3 separate regions of the Mus musculus genome follow, and regions 2 and 3 are each linked to region 1. Evidence: chromatin contacts called from public Hi-C and promoter capture Hi-C data. All regions are on one chromosome and are shown on one strand. The core of a region is the stretch at or near the end of the contact, and the rest is flanking DNA. Distances in the headings are between cores, read along the strand shown. Region 1 holds the start of Psmg4 (proteasome (prosome, macropain) assembly chaperone 4). Region 2 holds the start of Eef1e1 (eukaryotic translation elongation factor 1 epsilon 1). Region 3 holds the start of Exoc2 (exocyst complex component 2).

Region 1 (3,846 bases), core at 774-3,273:
TTTTTTTTTCTGAGACAGGGTTTCTCTGTGCAGCCCTGGCTGTCCTGGAACTCACTCTGTAGAACAGGCTGGCCTCGAACTCAGAAATATACCTGCCTCTGTCTCCCAAGTGCTGGGATTAAAGGTGTGCGCCACCACTGCCTGGCACATGTATAGAACTTGATCACATCTATCCCCCTCCCTTCCTTCAAGCTTCTCCACCCCCTAATTTAAACATCTGAAATATGGGCAAATAGTCATGTTAATGTTAATAATTATACTTTAATAAAGCTGTCAAAATATGACCAGATTCACTGATAATTAGCAAATGGAAACAGAGTATAAAGAACACTCTACTATATTGCTAGTTTTGTGTTAGTAAAATGAAATGTCGGAGGCAATTAACTTTATGAAGAGGAAAGATTCTAGTTTACAGTGCTAGGAGGTTCAAGAATACAGTATCTGTGCTGGCCGAGCTATGGTGAGGACTTCATAGCACAAATGTCACAGGAGCACAAATACAGGAAGAGGTCACAGCCTGAGAAGAGTAGGCAGGAGGAGGATGGGTGTAGCAGGGTGTAGGGGTTGCACGGGTGCTGCTCTGTATTTGAATGCTAAGTGCTGGTCCCCCCAAATCTGGATGCCTCCTGATGAGATCCTCCTGTACCAAATGATGTAAAGCTTGCCCCCCAACTTATTCCTGATTGGCCAATAAAGATGCCTACAGACAAGGCTAGGCAGAACAGAGTGGGTGGAAAAATGGATTCTGGGCTTGGGGTCTGAGATAAGGATGAGGTGGAAGAGAGAGGAAGAAGGAAGGAGGTCACCATGGTGTTGGTAGATCATGGGCACATGGTCAAGAGGACCAGCCTGATGGAGTAGGAATGGCCCAGGCTGAACATGGCCAGTGACATCTCTGGGATCACCATAAGAAAATAGGTAATATAGCATAGAGGGCTGATATCTGCCTAGCTCTAGTGCTTTTAAGCTTATTATAAATCTAAATGTTTCTGTATCTTTTATCTGGTAATGATATGGTCTGAAGTGGGGTAGAAACCCCCAATAGATATTTAAAGGTAACAAGGGGGTGTAGTAACCCCCTCCCCCCAACCCCCAACAATATTAACCACAAAGGCTGGGCTTGTTGCTTTTATAGTAATACCTCAGGAGCTCTATCACAGGAATATTTCCTTTTCCTCAGTGACTTGGGTCTTCCAGACAGGGCCTATCCCCTGATCTCCCATGATATTCCATAATCTATCTCCCTTGGGGACTAAGACATCTCACAGTGGATCCTCGGAGGGTCCCAAACCATACTCAAATCACATCACATTTTAAATCTCAATTTGATCCACTAAGAGTTACAGGAAATTTAAGCAGACTCTTTGCAGTTCCTAGAGTCTCCAAGTCTACTGTAAAAAGCTTGACAAACCGGGCAAGTTTTTACGCCTCTCAACCCACCAAGGGACTCATTCCAAACACTTTAGTGTCCCAGTAATTAAAATTAAAGGGTCCCAGGGCAGATATATCACCACCCTCCACAGGGCTTCCCTCTCTCACATTCTTTCTCAAATCTTAAAGGCTCCCTACTCATATTTCCATTTTGTACTCGAGGAAAGAGAGACAGAGAAGTTAAAGGGTTAGATCAAGACCCGAGCTTTACATGATAGCAGCTCAGGGTGTGCCTGCCTGTCTCTGAAGACCCTGTCCTCCCGCCATGGTCTATGCAGTTCTTTTTTACAGCTTTCTCCCAGGATCATTGCTGTTAAATTATGTTAGCTAGGTTAGAGACTTGCAGAGGTGGGCCTGGGAGGTGGTGGCTGCTAAAGCGCTCAAATTGTGTCCGTGTCTGGGCAAAGGAAGATGCTGAGAGTGGTTTCAGTCCACTAACATGCGCTCCTGGGAAGAAGGAAAAAGGACAGAGGTAGTTCAGTGGGTTCCTAGAGATCGCTGGCAGACTCCTAGGCGAGGCTGAAGGTACCAGGCTAGAGCAGGCGGAGGCCCTGTTCTAGGCCCCGCCCACTCATGCTCGCCCCACCCCACCTCGGCGCGCGCATCTGAAAGTGAAAGAGCGTTCCGCTTTTCGGAGCTCGCTCTCTCTGGTCTGGGAGCCCGCGCCTGCCCGGTCTCGGTGCTGTGGCCCGGTGGCTGGCGGGATGGAGGAGTCTCGGGCCGCTGCGGACGCGGACGTGTCGCTTCACAACTTCAGTGCAAGGCTGTGGGAGCAGCTGGTCCACTTTCATGTCATGCGGCTGACGGATTCGCTCTTCCTGTGGGTGGGAGCAACGCCGCATCTACGCAACCTCGCAGTGGCCATGTGCAGCCGCTACGTGAGTGTGGGCGGGGCCAGGAACTTGATGGCGATCTGGGGGCGGGGCCTAGCCGTAGTTGGGGGTGGGGTTGGGGGGACCGGTGGACCTCAAGGTGAAGGATCTGGGGTAGAGGGTGGGGACCGCTAAGAAGGGTTTGGGAGGAGAGAGACCAGTGGGAGTGAGGCTGGTCGCATGCGGCCCTGAGAGACATTCTTGAGGAGCTTCAGTGTGCCCTGGGGTCCTATTCTGAACACCTCAGGCTGGAGTCTCCTAGGGCTGCTTCTTGACTTGCGGGAACCCCGGAGTCAACCCACACGTGGACCACCTTAAAGGGAACTCATCCCAGCCCCTGAGCTCTGAGCTCACCAGAACATCGGCTCTCCTTGCACCAGCTTCCTGACATGTGCGCGTGCTACGTTTTACATTTTACATTGGGTTTAGACAACTTTTGTATTGAACTTGGAGCTTAGATTTGAGTGTCTGATAGGTACTTGACCAACAAACTCAAACCTTCCCCTTCTGTGACCTTTCATCTCTGTATGGGCAACTCTACCTATTCTGAGTGCTCTCTGGCTGTCTTTGGCCTTTCTTTCTCTCACAGGTCACGTGCCCAGAGCCTCTCCATCTCCAGGATAGGGGGTTGAATCCAAAGCTTTGCATGTGCTATGCAAATGCTCCACCACTGAGTTAAACTGCCTGTCCTCATCTCTTCCTTGAACACACCACTCATATTGGATGAAGGACTTACCTTACCCTCGGATGAGCTCACTTTGTGTGGGGGGCACATGCATATATATGCACCCAAATTTAGGAACATGCATGCACGTATGCATGCATACCATACACACTACATATAAGCAAAAAGATAAAACAATAAGATAGATCAGGGATTGCCATTCCTCTGCTAAAGACCCTTTGAGATGAATTCAGAGTATGATACTGAGTTTCTAGTGATCCCCACAGGGCCTGTTGCTTCTTAGTGTTCTTCCCTGCCCAGTTATTCCAGTAGTACTGGCCTCTGAAGTTTTAGTGATATAAGGTGAGGTTAGTGTCTAGTACCTCTCAGGCTGCTCATTAAGTCACTTGGTGAGTTGTTGAGACCTCTTCAGGGCGTCCTTTAAGTTGTAGCCAGTCAGGCAGTAAGGTCTTACTTCGTAATCAGGTTCTACTAAAACATGGCCACATCTATCTATGCAGGTGGAGAGTATGGCAGCTCTAGTCCTACTAGCGGGCTTGTGGCTGCTGACACCTGAATTATTTTCTTTGTGAGCATTCATAGAAAAGTTGTGCTGGTCCATGGAGGACAGTGTTAAAGATCATGTGTGTGTGCTCCTCCCTTTGCCCGCAAATTTGTTCTGGCCACAACAAACTTTGGAGAACACAAATCACAGGATGAAGTTGCTTCTCTAACTGGCCTGTCTGGATAGCGGCAGGGGTTTCAGTACCCAGGAGGGATGATGCCAGCCAAGCCAGCCTGAGGGTGGCTGGCCTGGGATGGAAAATGGTCCTGACCTATGGCAGGGAGTTGGAGGAGGTGCTCCCACCTTAGTAAATG
Region 2 (3,846 bases), core at 915-3,414, 4.5 Mb after region 1:
GTAGAGGTCTGAGGAGACTATGTGTAGCAGTGGCTCAGCACCTGGCTTGTCTCTTATACCAATACTCTTTACTCATCTCTAAAACTACCACCACAGGGGAGTGGCCAGGCTGAGACACTTGTACCAGCAACCAGATATTTCCAGCTGTAAGCAATGTTTATCACCTCTTCATGCGATCAGACTTACTCAGGTCACTCAAAATGACAAGGACTGATCTACACGGTGAGTTCCAGGACAGCCAGAGCTACTTAGTGAGACCTTGTCTCCAAAACCAAACCAAACCTAGGACCACCAAACAAAACCCAAACCACCCAACCAAATCTGGGGAGAAAAGAGATGGCTGGGAGGTTAGGAGCACTAGCTGCTCTTCCAGAGGACCTGGGTTCAAGTCTCAGCACCCACATGGCAGTTCTTAACGATTTATATAACACTGAAATGTTGTATATAGGTGTATATATAATCTAACACGCACAATTCTTAATGCATGTTTAATTATCAGAAACATTATTTTCATAACAATTCTGGGATTCCGTAGCCTTCAAAGCAATCACGTTTGGCAGGGTTGGGGGTGGGTTGTTGTTGGTGGTGGTGGTGGTGGTGAGGGGGCAGGTTCTGAGTCCTTAGCCCAGGCTGGCCGAGAACTCTTGGTGATCCACCTTTCTCAGCTCCCCAAGTCCTGATGTGAGCTACTTCTAGCGGGTGGATAAGTAGTAGTTTCCTCATGTACTGATGTACCATAATCTAATGGACCTTGCTCCTACAGTTGGATCCTTAGACTGTTCCTTGTCATTATTATTGGGAATCTCGCTGAGCACATCGTAACTGCTGGTGTACTGTGGTTAGTTTTCAACTAAGGAAACACGGTGATTTCATCTCTAGTCTTTGGTCTGTACTCACAGAAAACCAGAAACTTTCAACTGGGACTCACTGTGAAACGTTTCCATTACACAAGGCACTAAAACCCAACTCTGAACTTCAAACTGAACTTGGTCTAAGACTGAACTTGGGTTTATTCTGTATTGCACTACTCTGTTTTGGGTGGCTTACTGGACCCAAACTTACATAGTAATTCACTGGTTTTCTACATCCTTCCAAGTCTAATCTCTTGAACACCAGCTTCTCACTGAAGCTTAAATCCCACCTCCTCTGTGGCACTGTGCCACTGTCCTCAATGTATTCCTCCCCTGTCGCTTGTCCTATTGGGCCCTTAATTGCTGGTGACTGTCCCTCATGCCTTGAAAGCAAGACTGTCTCTCATGTCTCGGCAAAGCCAAAAAAGAGGGTGTGCAAAGGAAACTGGGCTGAGGACAGAGCACATCACCTCTGGGGAGGATGGCCTTCGCAGCCTACGGCAGGCAAGTCATTTAACCTTTCCAGGTGCCACATTAAGTTACTGTGAACCCCACAATACCGCTACGATTTAGACATTAAAGGAAAAAACAAAACAAAACAAAACCTTTGGGCCCAAACAGGAACAAGCCATCTAGATCTGGAATCCCGTTCAAGGCACACTCTATGGTTTCCCACTACCATTCTTCCTCTAGTACCATCTTTCTACGGCAAATGATGAGTTACAAAGGACTCACTTTCTACACCCTAAGAAATCAGGATTCTTCTATCTCACCAAGCATTCCACTGCCCCACACCCGGAATCTTCCTCAATTCTCTGCACAATGCACATCCAAGCGGGTGTGTCGCCAGAATGAGCAGGGTCCTATTCCGTGTTCCCTCCGCCAGGCGGCTTCCAGGAATCTGTACCGCTCGCCCGGCCAGCCGCTGGAAAGGCGGTCGCTGAATGAAAGGACCAGGCACGGCTAACGGCCGCCTACAGGGATCTGAACCCCTGACTCTGCCCAGGCCTCCGCGAACTGGCTTTCTGCTCCCCGAGGGGAGGACGGTGACATTTGCCTGGAGGTCCAGACCGAGCCACGCGGCCCGCCCCGCACGCACGTGGGGAGCGGAGTCCATTCCGATGCCCCGGCCGGGTCGCGTAGGCTCCGGGTCACCCCGCCGCCCTGCTGCTTTCCTACCGCTGCGCCTCACCTGCCGCTCGCCCTGAGCACTGTACTTATTCCCCGGCTTCAGTCCCAGACTCTTCTCCAGCAGCCTCAACTCCGCGGCCGCCGCCATCTTCTGGCCCAGCTCCTAGGGAGGCGGGGCCTGCACAGCTAGGACCTTGATTGAGCAGGAAGTCCGGCCCCACAGATGTCTCCCACGATTGGCTGGGAGGACGGCAAGCGCGCCTGCGCGAAAGGGGCGGAGTCAGCTCAAGGCAGGGGGCGGTTCGTAATTAAGGGCGGGGCCAACCACATTCGGAGTCCGGTGGATTGCTCACAGTAGGCAGAGGAGAGCACGGAGTGTAGACAGTTTCACAGAAGAATGTATCCGAATCTTAGTTTTGTTTTCTGAGACAGGGTTTCTCTGTATAGCCCTGACTAACCTGGAACTCACTCTGTAGACCAGGCTAGCCTCGAACTCAGAAATTCGCCTGCCTCTGCCTCCCAAATGCTGGGATTAAAGGCATGCACCACCACTGCCTGGCTGAATGTATCCGAATCTTAAAGATTGAATCATTCATTACAATGCTTATAAAACTATTGTAGATCAGAAGAATAATTTAGATTATTTGTTTTATAAATATAAAGCATTGATTCCCAAACTCGTCAAATAGTTCTCCAAATAAGAAAATTATAGAACAATCTTAAATTAAAATAAGGATAAGGGCCAGTGACCTAGCAAGGGAACTTGAGATCTGTGGTTGTTTGAACGAAAATAAGCCCCCAACCGGGCGTGGTGGTGCACGCCTTTAATCCCAGCACTCGGGAGGCAGAGGCAGGGGCAGGCAGATTTCTGAGTTCGAGGCCAGCCTGGTCTACAAAGTGAGTTCCAGGACAGCCAGGGATACACAGAGAATCCCTGTCTCGAACCCCTCCTCTCCCCCCCCCCCAAAAGAAAGAAAATGAGCCTCCATATGCTCACCGGGAGTGTCACTATTGGCGTGACCTCGTTGGAGTAGGTGTGGCCTTGTTAGAGAAAATGTGGCAGTGGGGGTGGGCTTTGAGGTTTCAGATCCTAGTGGCATTCTTTTTTTTTTTTTTTCCTTGCCTCCTGCTGATCCAGATATAAAACTCTTGGCTCCTTCAGCATCATGTCTGCCTGCCTGGGGCCATGAGACTCACTGTAATGATAATGGACTAAATTTCTGAACCCGTAAGGCAGCCCTAACTAAATGTTTTTCTTTATAAAAGTTAATAGTAACTCATGGTGTCTCTTTACAACAATAGAAACTCTAACTGAGACAAGTTGAATCCTTATGTGGTGGTTTGAATAAAAATGGTGATTATAGGCAAATGAACAGTGACCAAGACAGAAGCTGGTACCAGGAACCAAGATGTTGCTGTGACAGGCTTGATTATTCTGTTTGTTGGGGTGTAGTCTCCCCTCCCCCAGCCTGAAACCTGCTTGTTCAGGGGTGGAGCTTCCTGCTCATTCGTTCTGCCACGCCCACTGCTAGAACCTGCGGAGGTGCACCTTTCTACTGGACCAGAGATTATTCGTCGGGAGTTGGGTCCCCTCCCCCTTCCTTTATAACTAGTGTCGCAACAATAAAATTTGAGCTTTGATCAGAATGAATTTGTCTTAGCTCCGTTTCTTCTTTCGCCCCGTCTAGATTCCTCTCTTACAGCTCGAGTGGCCTTCTCAGTCGAACCGTTCATGTTGCGAGCTGCTGGCGGCCGCAACATTGGGGGAATATGGAAGACTTTGGGACTTGGACTAGAAAAGTCTTTGGATGCTATAAGTGAAACTTAATGGACCTTCCTAGTAGGGGCATGGAAAACAATGCTG
Region 3 (3,846 bases), core at 353-2,852, 3.2 Mb before region 1:
TCCCTTAAACTGCTTAGCAGGTACTTGGTTACAACACTGAAAAAACTAACACACTACATATATACATACATACATACAAACAAATATATACATATATACACACATACATATATGTGTGTATACATATATGTGTGTATTCATATATGTATATATGTATGTGTATATATGTATATATTATGCATATGTATATACGTATATACACACACACAAACAAAATGTTCTGTTCTTAAAGGAGAAAAATGGTTTTATTACAGAAAACAAAGACTATTCACATTTCCCTACTGGCATTCTTCAGCATGTAATCACCAAGTGATTGGGTCTTTAAATCGTGTTGTGTCCGAATTTTAATCTGAAAAACTGGTTTTTACGTTGCTGATTTGAAGTTCTAAAAGATCACCAATGGATTCGGCTTGGGAGTAAGGACAAATTTGCAACAATCTCCAAAATGTTTCTAACTGTCCTTCTACCACTGTGTACTATGTATTTGTATGTAGAACTGCTCTTCCTACCGATGATTAGAAAATTAAAATAATCAATCAGCTCTGGAAAGCCCTGAAGATGCTCAGTGTCCCGTAGTTACAAATATTAAACCAAGACTTAACTATGTATGTGAAAAGAACCGAGTTATCCAACTCTATGCTTTCATCTTTAATAAATGGTAAGTTTGATGTATACAAAAATTGTCCTAAAATAAAAAGCTTTGTGATTTACAGATAGTGAATACATAGATTGTCTACCTATTTTATAAACTTACATATAAAACCATGGAAATTCTTTATAAATTTTTGGTGGCAAAAGTTGAAGAAGCCCCATACTAGAATACAGCCTTTACAAATGTTTTGAATGTAATCTTCAAGGTATCACCTTTTGGAAGGTAATAGTTCAAAATGTCTGGTACAGTAAATTAAATAATTGAAAAAGAAAAAAAAAGGACTACTTTCTAATAACTCCAAAAATTGTTTCCAACAAACAGAGGTTCCCCTGCTTAAAAATACTGTCTACTGTGTCAAACAAAAGAGAACATGTAAGAGGCAAGCACACATCAGCGTCTTTCTGTCACCTTTCGAATCACAAATTGTTCACACTTAGATCATTCTTGTTTTGACTTTCAGTTCCTTGCCATTGGGGGAATCTGTTACCAAGCCTGGGCCATCACAAGCTAAGCTTTATAAACAAAGTTAGTAGAGAGATAACCAGTTGCCATTAGTGTTTTTAGTGTAAGGCATTCAAATGGCCGAATGGAGGTGTGGCTGAACCCGCACTTGCTGCTCCCAGAGTAGTAAAGGAAACCATTCAAGCTTCCCGTCCACGTTAGCGCGGGGGACTTAAACAGATTCCAAGCAGACCCTGCACACCAGCCGCTCCTCCGGGTCCAGCCCGGCGGCCTGCGCGGAGGCGGGTGGGGAAGGCTCGGCCCGCGGCTCCCACACTCAGCCCCGCGCCCCGGGTCCCTCACCGCGCCTCCCCAGGTCGCCCAGCCCCGACGGTCCCGTGCCACCGCGGAATTCCACTCCGGACCCGGGGCGTCCTCACCCAGGACGCGACACTCACCTGCAGCTTGCAGGCGGTGTCAGGTCCCAGCCAACCGGTTCCAGGCCGCCGCAGCCAGCACTAGGGCCGCACTTCCGCACGCCGCGAGCGCCGAGCGCGTCGATCCGCCGCCTAGCCGAGCACCGAGTGCTGGATGGACCGCCTCTTCCCAGAGGGGAAGGAATAGAAGGAGGACCAGACTATGGAGAAGGGAAGTTAGAGGATATCGACGGCATGGAAGTGGACAGAGAGGGAAGAAAGGGAAAGTGGGGAGGGAGGAGGAGAGAAGGGTGGAGAGGTGGAAAGGAGAAGAGGAATTGATGGGAAAGGGAGAAAAGAAGGAGGGAAGCAGAAAGGAGGAGAGGGAGAAAGTGGAAGGGTGGAATTCGGGGAGGAAAAAGAGGGGAGGGGTAAAGAGGATACAGTCGGTTAGAGTCACAGTAGATGTTGCCCAAGAGTCCACAGCGGTCAGGGATCAGCACCAGGTCAAGAGGCAAACCTCAGTCAAAGGACTGCATCTAGCCAGGAGTGCCCGCCTTATTAAGATTTCTCACAGGTCAGAGCTTTGGGGTCCCAAGGGTCTGAGTGGCAAATTGATTTGCAAACTCACAAGACCCCCATATTATAGAAACGACTGCTATCTACAGCCCATAAGCCCTAAGGTTTGAAGGTACCCTCCTGTGGACTCTGGAGATGGCCAGCTGAACTGAAGCAGACATATCCCTGTGGCTTCCTCTGTAGCAGGAACGAAGGACAGTGATCTTCAGCAGAGGATAATGGCAGAAGCATAGGGTCTACCTGTGGTTGTGTTGCCATGACTGTGGAGAGAAGTAGCTACGGGGTGCCCATTATCTAAGACCAATAACAGCCTAACCTTTCTAATGCTGAGACCCTTTAATACAGTTCCCCATATCGTGGTGACCCCCAACCATAAAATTATTATGTTGCTACTTCATAGCTGTAATTTTACTACTGTTATGAAGGCAATGTAAATATCTGTTTTCCGATGGTCTTAAACAACCCCTGCGTGAAGATCATTCCCCCAGGGGGGTTAAGAGCCACTGGCCTAAGCTATTTTTTTTTCAGATATCTTTCTGTGAAGCATACCTTATGCTTCATTCAGTACATACACTGAAGAGGGTGTCGTACAGGCACTATGAATTAAGAGATATTGTATGGCTTCATTTTTCTCTCCTATTTGTGAGAAGATACGTCAAAGTGTTTCCAGACCATCCATTTTGAAGATCAAGGGAACACTCTTTATTCGTGAGCAAGAGACTTGGCAGCAGAGGTCCTAAGGAAATACTGTAAGAAATCTCTGGCAGTCACGGAGCCTTTCACTGTGAAACAAAACCCTTCAGGTCTCAGTGACATGCCATTTGTCAGGTAAGGCTGCCTATCATCAAAGCCAGAATGGTGGCTCTGGAAAACTCACAGAGTTTTCCCTGGATCAAAAAAAAATAATAATAATAAATATACTATGCTAGTGAAACAGAAACACTCAGAAGAGGAAAGAGACTCTTTTGTTAACATAAAGAACACTGGTACAATTTTCTTTATTTTTCCCCTCCCTCAAGTTTCTGCTCCTAACCCTGAAACTAACTAGCAAACACTGGTGCAGAAGTTGCCAGAAAATAAAACTGTTAAAACTAAAATTGCTACGGTAGCCACTGAGGCTACAAATCATTGTATAGGTTTATGTTCTCAACACTTTCAGATTTCATTAGAACTAAAAAGAAGGATTTTGACACAGTACTTCCAATCTATCTAAAACAGTCTTCGGAAACACCAGGAGACACCACTAGGCTCCCTGGATAATTTATGTATCTGTTTTGCCTTACATCAATACCTTAAGTACTCAGTACTGCATGGCATGTCAGCTTGAAAGGGGCCATACATAGTTAGTGTGCAACCTAACCCTCAACACAACTGTAAAGATGCCATCTCTTAAGGCGCCTTCTTAGGAGAAGCTAACGATTAGTTAGTTGTCCTTGCTGGGGCATTCCTGCCATATTCATTCTCATAGTATGTACCACAGAGACCCACTGTGACAATGATTCAGTCCACCAGGCTGGCCATCCATTAGACCTGTCAGCAGAGTACCAGTCTCTTCATTTACTCTCTTGTCCTACTCTTGAACTTCCTGAGAGAAGGGATTGTGTGTGCTTCACAAAATGGTTGTAGGATGAAAAGCTGAGATTCAAGTGTTCACCAAAGCTGTGGGGAGAGATCTATTTCTAGCCATCTACTTCAAAATCTGCTAAACAGCCAAGCAAAAAGAAAAAAAAAGCAATGTTTGATAAATTTTGACGATAT

The links. Promoter capture Hi-C pulls out the DNA fragments that hold promoters and counts their contacts. A called contact is a pair of places that touch in the nucleus more often than the background predicts.
Region 2: a contact with region 1 is called in a Hi-C map of CD8 T cells, with 4 times the contacts expected there. The contact joins the promoter of Eef1e1 here to the promoter of Psmg4 in region 1. A contact is called at or near these places in 1 of 39 promoter capture datasets (pre-B cells) and 1 of 484 Hi-C or Micro-C datasets (CD8 T cells).
Region 3: a promoter capture Hi-C map of liver shows a contact between it and region 1, with 6 times the contacts expected there. The contact joins the promoter of Exoc2 here to the promoter of Psmg4 in region 1. A contact is called at or near these places in 2 of 39 promoter capture datasets (liver and pre-B cells).

What each region holds. Positions count from the first base shown.
Region 1 is chr13:34,160,941-34,164,786 of GRCm38.p6, forward strand. Psmg4 (proteasome (prosome, macropain) assembly chaperone 4) reads left to right here and starts at 2,024. Exons shown (of 3, transcript NM_001101430.2): 1 at 2,024-2,309. The coding sequence starts at 2,136.
Region 2 is chr13:38,656,864-38,660,709 of GRCm38.p6, forward strand. It overlaps Eef1e1 (eukaryotic translation elongation factor 1 epsilon 1), which reads right to left and starts at 2,165. Exons shown (of 4, transcript NM_025380.2): 1 at 2,044-2,165. The coding sequence starts at 2,130.
Region 3 is chr13:30,972,445-30,976,290 of GRCm38.p6, forward strand. It overlaps Exoc2 (exocyst complex component 2), which reads right to left and starts at 1,603. Exons shown (of 28, transcript NM_025588.2): 1 at 1,552-1,603.